3 separate regions of the Mus musculus genome follow, and regions 1 and 3 are each linked to region 2. The links are chromatin contacts, called in public ChIA-PET maps. All regions are on one chromosome and are shown on one strand. Each heading gives the region's core, a stretch centred on a gene start, on an enhancer-like site or on the middle of the called end of the contact. The rest is flanking DNA. Distances are from core to core; before and after follow the strand shown. Region 1 holds the start of Hnrnpa3 (heterogeneous nuclear ribonucleoprotein A3). Region 2 overlaps Agps (alkylglycerone phosphate synthase). Region 3 has its middle 14 kb from the start of E030042O20Rik.

The links. ChIA-PET counts read pairs in DNA pulled down with a chosen protein or histone mark.
Region 1: a contact with region 2 is called in an RNA polymerase II ChIA-PET map of memory CD8 T cells, with 65 read pairs. The contact joins the promoter of Hnrnpa3 here to the enhancer-like site in region 2. A contact is called at or near these places in 1 of 39 promoter capture datasets (second pharyngeal arch cranial neural crest), 5 of 115 datasets of contacts at active chromatin or transcription factors (bone marrow-derived macrophages, effector CD8 T cells, extraembryonic endoderm stem cells and 2 more) and 2 of 9 other capture datasets (adipose tissue and pancreatic islet).
Region 3: an RNA polymerase II ChIA-PET map of memory CD8 T cells shows a contact between it and region 2, with 15 read pairs. The contact joins two enhancer-like sites. A contact is called at or near these places in 2 of 115 datasets of contacts at active chromatin or transcription factors (effector CD8 T cells and memory CD8 T cells) and 2 of 9 other capture datasets (liver and pancreatic islet).

The regions. Positions count from the first base shown.
Region 1 is chr2:75,657,555-75,660,696 of GRCm38.p6, reverse strand. It overlaps Hnrnpa3 (heterogeneous nuclear ribonucleoprotein A3), which reads right to left and starts at 1,438. Exons shown (of 11, transcript NM_053263.1): 1 at 1,374-1,438. The coding sequence starts at 1,379. Gm39859 (predicted gene, 39859) reads left to right here and starts at 1,760. Exons shown (of 3, transcript NR_166143.1): 1 at 1,760-1,907; 2 at 2,389-2,478.
Region 2 is chr2:75,913,666-75,916,858 of GRCm38.p6, reverse strand. All of the region lies in intron 19 of Agps (alkylglycerone phosphate synthase), which reads right to left. Among named protein-coding and RNA genes, the nearest start is that of Ttc30b, 23 kb to the left of the region's middle. Within about 2 kb of position 1,623, at least 12 of the 459 cell types and tissues checked have an H3K27ac peak or open chromatin away from gene starts, as enhancers often do. A contact at or near this core is called in effector CD8 T cells, memory CD8 T cells and pancreatic islet, where this site is marked.
Region 3 is chr2:75,719,057-75,722,125 of GRCm38.p6, reverse strand. No RefSeq gene overlaps it. Among named protein-coding and RNA genes, the nearest start is that of E030042O20Rik, 14 kb to the right of the region's middle. Within about 2 kb of position 1,650, at least 44 of the 459 cell types and tissues checked have an H3K27ac peak or open chromatin away from gene starts, as enhancers often do. A contact at or near this core is called in memory CD8 T cells, where this site is marked.

The DNA of each region.
Region 1 (3,142 bases), core at 189-2,688, 260 kb after region 2:
TACATCATATAGTTTCAAGTTATTTCGAATGCGATCCTTACATTCACAAGCGTGTAATTTGGATTTACAAGGTATAGCATATACCGCCTGACCAGAGGAATTAGAAACAAAACCGTAACTGAGAGACTTAGAAAATATCTAGCCTGTGGTTTTCTTTTTGAAGATTTTACTTTCGAGTGAACCGCTTTTAATGAACGCATTAAGACAATTCAACACAAGCCCTTAAAGGGGGCTCACTTTCTTCCATCTTCTGGAAATATTAGTTAGAACATTCAATATGCAGACAGCCACATACCAGAAACCCAACTACCCAAATTCACGTAAAACCCCTTTATTCAAGCCTCGCATAAATGAATTTGACAATACACAAAAAGCATCTCTATACACACAAAATTCTCGTAATCGTGGTATTTTCTAGTGTGGTCGCAGTTCTCTAAAACCAAAATCCAGGAAAACCAAAATCCGGGCCAATCCGAAGTATGAGAAATTAGATCAATAAAAATATTAAGCTCCAAGTAAACACATCTACACTCAAACCCCCGAAATGGTTAAGACTTCAACCACAGGACGCTGTAAATACTCTCATTCCAAATACTTGAGCACAAGCAGCGGGTTAGGAAGCACCTTAAAGCAGCAAGCTTTTCAGTAATGTATCCCCAAATGAGCGCTGAGAAAATCCGGCCCGAGTATTGCGCGGATTGTCATCACCCAGAAGGCCCGCCAAGGCCTAGATCCACGTCGGGAGCACCCCAGCGGAAAGCACCGCGCCCGGAGCCTGGAGGCCATCTGCGGCAGAAACGCCGGGCCGCCTCCCGCCGTCCCCTCCAATCCCCGCGCACTCCTTCTTGGCGGCGTAGCCAGGCGGCGGCCATTGCGGGCCACTGCGCCATTTCGTAACGCGGCGGCGGCGGATCAATGTCAATGCGGCCGCCGCCCGCCTGCTCGCTCGCCCGGATGTGCTCCTCCCCTCCCCCACCGCCTCCTCCCAACCGCTCCCGCGGAGGCCCGCCATGCCGCCCGCGGCCTCGCTAAGTCAGGCCGCGCAGCCCGAGGGCATCCTCGCCCGGCTGCCGAGCCACTCCCCGGCCCCGCCGCGTCTTCGAGGGCTGCCGGTGCGGCCGACCGAGAGGACCAGGCCGACGGAGGGCCCGGAGGAGGCCACCCGGCCCGCTCCCCTCCCCCTCCCACCGCCCTCAGCGCAAAGCGCGGGACGATCGTCCCGGTCTCCCCGGCCTCCCCACTCCCATCGAGCCAAAGCCCCCCCATGCCGGCAACTACCCAGCAACCCCCCGCTCTCCCCCTAATACCTCCTCCCCCCGGCGGCGGCGGCGACGGCCGGAGTCAGGCTGGGGGCGACCGGGCGGCGGTTTTACCTCCATTTTGAGACCGGACTCGCCTCTTCCAACTCGAGTTCAATATGGGACCGAGAGGAAGAGGCGGGGCCAGTCACCACGTGATGTGCTATCCGCGCGCCGCCCGCCCACTGGGGGCGGAGTCATGAGAAAGCGGAGCGCGACTGGTCCACCGCGTTGGCGGGCCGAGGGTGGAGAGCGGGGATTGGGCCGCCGGCGGGAGCGCGCGCGCCTCGCCAACTTCCAACGCAGCGCCGCCTTCGCCGCGGTTCGCGCCCGGCAGCGACGCTTACGTCAGCGGCAGCTCGACCAATGGCGAGAGCCCACGTCGGGAGAAAGCCGCGTGACCGCGCGTCAGCTTAGAGAAAGGCCTTTCCCTTTCTTCTGGCCCCTCTCGCCCCTCCCCCGCGCGCCTGCGGGTCTCCATTTCCGAGTTCACCTCCATTCCAGAGCCAAATGGAAAGTCACGCTTTTCTGACTTGAGACTTAAGGTTGTAAGAAAGCCAGTTGACCATCTTCGCCTCCCTCGCGGCTTTCTAAATGTCGAGAGCCCAGGTTTGGAAAAATGTGACTGCGCCGCCTTCCTGGGAGACCCACACTGCAAGTCGCAGTCGGGGCACGTCTCACGGACCGCAAAACGCGGCTGAGTTACTGCGGTTTTCACCTTAGCAGCTTGCACATTTACAAATTAAGACAGTCTGGGAGGAAGAAGCAGAGCCACTTGGGTATAGAATTGAGAGAATGGAACGATTTCCAACGTTTCCAAAAGGCTTCTGGCCATATAGGCCCTCTACCTGTTGGCTAGAGATTTGTTTCTTATTTAAAGTGGTCATCAGTTTCGAGTTTTAGTGTGCAGTATATGAACGAAATAAGTCGAATCGTTTATTTGCTTAGCAAAGGGATTTGGAACGATTTGGGTTTTTAATCAAATAAAAGCAAACATAGGATTAGGTAGTCTCGAAACACCCACTGTAACGAAGAATGATACCCCGGATTCTAATAGTATGTAAACGCAAACACTGTTTTTATTCTGTAGAAGTCCAGCATGCTGGGGTCTCCCGTTACCAAGATAGAGCCTGAAGTGAGCCCGCAGGACCAATTTAAAGCACCTTAGTGGAATCCTGGGGTAGGTGGGCTTTGTCTTACTCTGTCTCTAGGTATTCCAGAACCATACTAGGGTATGGTGCCTGGAAACTGGCTGAGGAATCTGGGGTGGGGGGTGGTAGGCTGTGTCTTATGCTATCTCGAAGGACATTCCATTACTGGGGCGTGGGGGCTGGCTGGGAACTGCTGACCCATTGTCCTTGTTTCAGGCCAGGTGGTGGGGCAGTTTCTAATTAGCTGCCTGAAGCCTGGGTTTTTAGACCTCGTCTCCTTAGCTGCTAATTTGAAGCCTGTCGTGGACTTAGCCTAGCCTTCTCACAATAACAACTGTAAATTAAAAGTCTACAGATTTGCTAGTCGTGGTATGTGTCACCTCTAGGCTACTCTGAAGGCAGAGGCCCATGCCTCTCTAGCTGGCTATGTGGAGTTTCAGGGAGCCAGTGCTATAGAGTGAGACCCTGTCTCAAAAGAAAAAAAAAATCTGCAGATCTCATTTAAATAAAGTTATTGAGGGTAAGAAAAAAAGCACAATTGACAAGCCTTCTTTTCCTGCAACAAATTGCATATTTTAACATTCTGCATAGCAAACTCCTTTGCAATTTATCTGTCTCTCCCAGTGAAAGATGAGAAATGGATTCAGATGGTGGCACACACCTTTAATCCCAGCAGTCAGACATGAGACCTAG
Region 2 (3,193 bases), core at 374-2,873:
GTCAGTAAAGAAACATGCTACTGAGGCCAGCTGAACTTGTCAGTTCGGGGAGCAAGTGAGGAAAATCTTTTATACATATAAAATTAGCAATCTCTCAAAAGTATTAATAGTAAGTCTAACAGCACAATTAAACATGTTATTTAAATTATGATTAGCAATGGACATTTGAAAGTTTAACTGCAAATAGAGAAGCTAGTATGAAAATAGACATTTTATTATAGCCAATTTCATTGCCAGTAATGTGAAACTTATTTTTCTTTCATGAAGATTTTTAAAGAGAATTCTAAGCTATAAATAAAGATGATAGTGTCAGACCTCCTTAAATGTGCACATCTTTTCTAAATAAACTGCAAGCCACTCTTCAGTGGTTGGTGCAAAAGATTAAGGAAATAAACCAGAGTTCTCTCTGGTATTCTCCTACTGTTTAAAGATACATGCTACAATGCTTCAGAGCCTCCATGCAAGGCACTGTCCATGTTCTCCATGCACTGCAGCTACATCCACTAGCCAGCCTCTGAGGTGGGAAACATCCCTCTTGGTCTGCAGCCAAGGGCACCTGAGGTCAGAGAACCTGCTTTCCTGCAGTCTCATCAGTAAACTCGGAGCTACAAATACAGGTTTTATGTCACAGGCTATATCCTTTCCTACTTACAGTGTGTGTGTGTGTGTGTGTGTGTGTGTGTGTGTGCGTGTGCACATCCATATGTGTGCCCCTACACATGTGGTGCTTAGAAATGAACCTAGGACCTTCTGCATGTGAGGCAAGTACTCACCTTCCAACTATACTCCATTCATCATTTTAATCCTCATCTTGAGACAGGACCTCAATATAAATTGCTAAGAAAGACTCGAACTACCTCAGCAGCCCAAGAATGACTTAAGCTTATGATCTTCCTTGAATATAGAATCATATTAATGAAAAGGTCCGTTTACAGTATTTCTGTGAAAGTGTGTTAGCAGAGTCACTTAATCAGCAGATTACAATAACATTCATTTCTCTGCATATTATTAAGTGTTCCTTATATACTTTGTTTTAAAGCAGATGGGCCTGACAATGCTCTCCTATAATCCTCTTCCCTAGGAAGAACTATGTAGAGCAGACACTCAGTGTTCTGGGAACTGGAGAACAGAATGTGACCGAAGTCATAATTCTGCCACTGAACAGGATTCAAACTACACACACGAGCAAGGGAACATTTCTAGGAAAGTGACATCTTTACTGGAGACCTAAATGACCAGGTAAAGGGAGCCACGGAAACATCTAGGAGGAGAACAGCAGAAAATGAGGGAATAGCATGGGCCTTGAGGGGAAAGAGGTTCCATTTGAGAAACAGCAGGAAGAAAAAAAAAATAAAAGAGTATCAGAGACATGGACCACTGCATCACTGAAAGCCTAGTGAGGGGTCTGGGTTTTCTTCTGAATGTGAAGAGAAAATTTGAGTTAAAGAATTTAAATAGAAAAAGAAAGATTCCCAGGCAGCAAGGGAAGGGAGGAAGGGTCCTATGAGTTAAGAGGGTACTTACTGCTCTGTGCCCACAGGAAACAGATCTGAACTAAGGTGGTGCCAGAAGTGGTGACATCTTTTGATTTCTGGAGTCTTCAGGATGGTTCTGCATTGTGGGGCAGAGACTGTCACTAAGGAAGTGGGTGACGGGGCGGGACAGGATGAGCTCCCTGCTGGGGCATTTATAAGACCATATCCTCTCTTGATACTATTATGTGAGTGGTCTGCGCACCTCTGCAGGCCTAGGGTCTTTTTCTAAGCACTACAAGAAATCATGTAGTTTGGAATTTGTTTCCATTCAGTCATTGTTTCTGATCACACAGAAAATACATACTAAAAATGGGATAGAATTTTTTAAATCTCTTAATGCAGCAGCTTCTAAATTTAATATGGAATCAAACTTTGCCACATTCTACTTCAAGCCAATAAACAGAATTTTCTCAATGTATGAAGTCTAACAAATAAAGTCTAAACCTAGAACTTGAAAATATATACAAATTGTATTAGTGGTTTTACTGTATGTATGGTCTGAATAAGAATGGCCTACATAGGCTCACATATACTTGGTGAGAGTACTTGGTCTCTGGTTGGTGAAACTGTTTGGGAAGAAGAATTAAGAAGTACGGTCATGTTGGAGGAGGCATGTCACTGGTGGGGCTTCAAAGGCCTATGCTATTCCTAACATCTGTCTCCTGGTTGTGTTTCAAGATGTAAACGCTTAGCTACTGCTATGCCTGCCTACCTGCTGCCATGCTCCCTGCTGTAGTGGTCATGGTCTCTAACCCTCTGAAACTGTGAGTCCCAGAGTATGTTGCCTTGGTCATGGTATTATCTACAAGAATAGAAGAAATAACTAAGACACTATAACATAAACTGTCCTGAACTGTTTTAGTGCCTGAATTTGAAAATGTTAGATGCCTATAATCAGGAAGTATAAAACCAACAAGAAAGTAAAAGGATTTATGGGCAAGAACTAAGAAAAATTATCTATAATAAAAAAAATTAAAGCTTTTGGTTCCCTTCTGTGGTACTTGTTTAAAAAGTAATTATCTTACATAATGTGCAAATGAAAGAAAAGAAAGAGTTACCACCTTAAAGGAAAACTAATACATATTCTTTTCAAAGGCAGTCAATTTCAATCTTAAAAAGGTTTAAAATGATTTCACATAGTTTAGGCTTCTTGGTATCAGGACAAGAGCACTGAATAACACTCAAAATCTTACACCAGCAATAACAGCTTATATTTTGAATTCCATTTGTAATAAGTTACTCGGCTGCATGTTGAAGAGGATTAAAAGATATTAAATTACACAGATCCCAGAAAACATTTATAGTTTATAAGCATTACTATTTCCTTCATCTTCTTTTCCCTTCTGACAGTCAGACATTTAATATGCTGTGACTGCCTTGGCAGTGCTGTCCGAAGTGAAGAGGAAACTAATATAAAGCAGTGAGCAGGGCACAATCGCATCAGTAGTTTCTGATATGTTGTAATACTTATTCTCTTGGACTGAGTGTGTAACACCCTTGAGAAGAAGAAAAATCTTTCAAATTCTCTAGCCTAGGTGGCCAGTAATATTTATATATGGAAAACACATTATACAAGATTAAAAAGCATTAAGTATATACCTTGTATCAAAAAAAAAAAAAATCACTAAGGGCTAGATAGATAGCTCAGCTATAAGGCC
Region 3 (3,069 bases), core at 401-2,900, 190 kb after region 2:
ACACACACACACACACACACACACACAAATGCAAAATAAGATATTGTAGGGTGGTTAGAAGATAATTTGAGCCAATCTGATGAAAATTATTTATTACAATTAATGCTGTCAACAGGTGAATGGTTAAACATGTTCTGATATACACCATTCAGTACATGAAAAAAAGAGTTAGCTATTGATATATGTAGCAATATAGCTGAATCCCAATGATGCTAAGTAAAAGGACTCCATAAGAGAGTCCATATTATATGATTCTATTTGTGGTATTGTAGAATATCAAATTAAACCATAGTTACCTAAGGTAGACCAGTAGACACCTGGGAAGGAAGAAAGGCAGGAAGAAGTAGGATTAAAATTGAGCCCAGAGCAAGTGTTTTACCTTGGATGTAGTTCAGTGGCATAGTACTTGTGAGACAGCTAGAAGGCCCCGAGTTAGACCCCCAGCAGCACAGGAGGAGCACAGCTCTGGAATGAGAAGTTGCTTATTACCTTCATTAGTGTGTGTAGGGATGTACATGCGCTTACCAAATTATGTACGTCCATCTGTGCCATGTATTGTATGTCAGATAGATCTCAATCTAAAAACGAGAAAACAAAACGTGCCTTGCATAGGTAAGGTTCCGAGTTTAATTCCTATAACCTAAAAAGAAAGGAATGAAGGAAAGAAATTATGTCATTTTTGCATAAAATAAAAAGGAAACTCTGGCCCTCTAGCCTAAGAGTGGATCTTCATTACTTCTTGAGTATGGGCGATTGTGATATTTTATTTCTGGGCTGTTGGGATTTAAAGGTAAAATCTGTATTTAACTCAAGTCCCTCACCTCCCACCCAGCCCCCACCAGCAGGCTACTGCTCACTAAGTATTCAAGTGTTGTTGGTTTTGGGTTTTGTTTTTGTTCTTGTTTTTGTTTTTGTTTTAAATGGGTAATCAACTATCTGGACACTTTTTGCCCAAACATTTTTTTAAAATATCTATTTATTTATTTGTTTGTTTGTTTGTTTGTTTATTTATTTAATGTATGTAAGTACACTGTTGCTGTCTTCAGACACACCAGAGAAGGACATCCTATTTCATTATGGATGGTTGTGAACCACCATGGGGTTGCTAGGAATTGAACTCATGACCACTGGAAGAGCAGTCAGTGCTCTTAACCATTGAGCCATCACCTCTCCAGTCCCTTGCCCAAACATTTTTAAATGTTTTTAGAACATCAAAATGGTTCTAGATAACTTTCCAAATTAATTTTGCAATTTTGGAAACACCCGTGGTTCACAGTATGACGTTACACTTAAGAATTGTAGTTGGACATGTTGTCCGGTTCTTGTAATCCCGGCACTTGGGAGACCGAGACAGGAAGGTCTTTGTAATTAGATGCTGGCCAGAGCTTCAGAGTCAGACTATGTCTTAGAGACAAAAAAACAAAAAAACCAAAACCAAAACCAAAACCAAAAAAAAAGCCAAAAATAGACAAAATCGAAAGGCAGTGTTCAGCTGCTAGAGCACAGAGAAAAAGTATTCTCTATAGGCCTCAGTTTCTCAGTTAAAAAAAAAGAAAAAAGATGTGTCTTTTGTGGTGTGTGTGTGCCTGCCTTCTGTCTGTCTGTGTCTGTGTGTCTGTATGCACGGAGATCAAAAGAGGACAACTTCCAGGAGTCGATTCTTTCCTTCCCACGCGTGGGTCCTGGTGACTGAGCTCAGCTTGTCAAGGTTATCAGCAAACACTTTTCCCCACTGAGTCATCTCACTCGGCCTTCCTAGGTTGTTAAGGGGATAATAATCTACCTATGTCTTTCTTTTTTTCTTTTTCAAAGACTCAAAATAAACCATGATCAGATACAAAGCACATGATCCCTAGTGACCACTAAATATTGGCTTTAGTTTTTAGGTTGCTATTACTATTCATAGGTCTACAGTTCCACTGTGTTTTTGTTTTGTTTTGTTGTTTTTTGCAAGACAGGGTTTCTCTGCATAGCCCTAGCTGTCCTGGAACTCTCTCTGTAGACCAGGCTGGCCTCAAACTCAGAGATCCTCCTTCTACAATGTATGCTAGAAGAGAGAAACCTCCTGTCCTCATATCCAGTTGCAAGTGAATTGTTATATCTCAGACATAAACTTTTTAGTTTATGAACTCCACAGACAGACATATCCCATCTTTCATTAGGATAGAGGAAATGTGATGGATAGTGTGATCTAGACCTTCCCCAGAGGAAGGAACCATTCCAGGCTGATAGTAAAGGTCACCTAACGGCTAAGCTCTCTAGAAGCATGCAACTAGAGGAATTTAATTTATTAGAACAATTGCAATGGGCACAGCAGCTTATGGTCTCATCAGCATATGCTATACTTTGTCCTTAGACCTTTCCACGGAGAAGAAAATAAAGATCTACAATCGACTGTCTCTCTGGCCTCCACTTCAGAGTTCCTTCATGTGGAAATCCTCTTCTTGTATCTGTTTGCATGCTTTCTCTAGTGAAAAACACTTTGTTGTTCTGCCCTTGGGGAATTAATTAAACAGAATGTGGAAAAGTGGAATCTTCAGGGAACCCTGCTATGAGTGAGCTCAGTAAATACAGCATGAGTCAAGAGACTCCAGAGCCCTGACCTCCGGTGGACTAAGCCTGGGCTTTGGAACCAACCATTTTCAGGATCAGTTTTTCTTGAACTTTCAGCCAGTTACTTAAAAAAAATAAACTGCCATAGTCTAATTTATATTAGAACCAATTACATCTCCTAGATTTGTAGAGAATATTTATAAAAATAAATGCAATAACTCACCCTCACTAGGTTATATTAATCCCCCTCAGAATCCAAAATTTTATATGTAAGTAATATTTAATCTGATCATTTACGTATGGTTCAGTATGGCTCAGTTAAGTATGACCTTCAAAGGGGAACTCAGCTTGTTTGCATGGGATAAACAGAAGACCAAGAGTTGAGAAATGTCATTCTTTTTCTGATTTCTGTCCATAGCAGGTGGTGATCAGTAACCAGTTGACCCCTCAGTCTCCTCAAATAGAAAAGTAAATGGTTGACCAGGAAATATACTTTAAAAATATTTTGTAATTTTT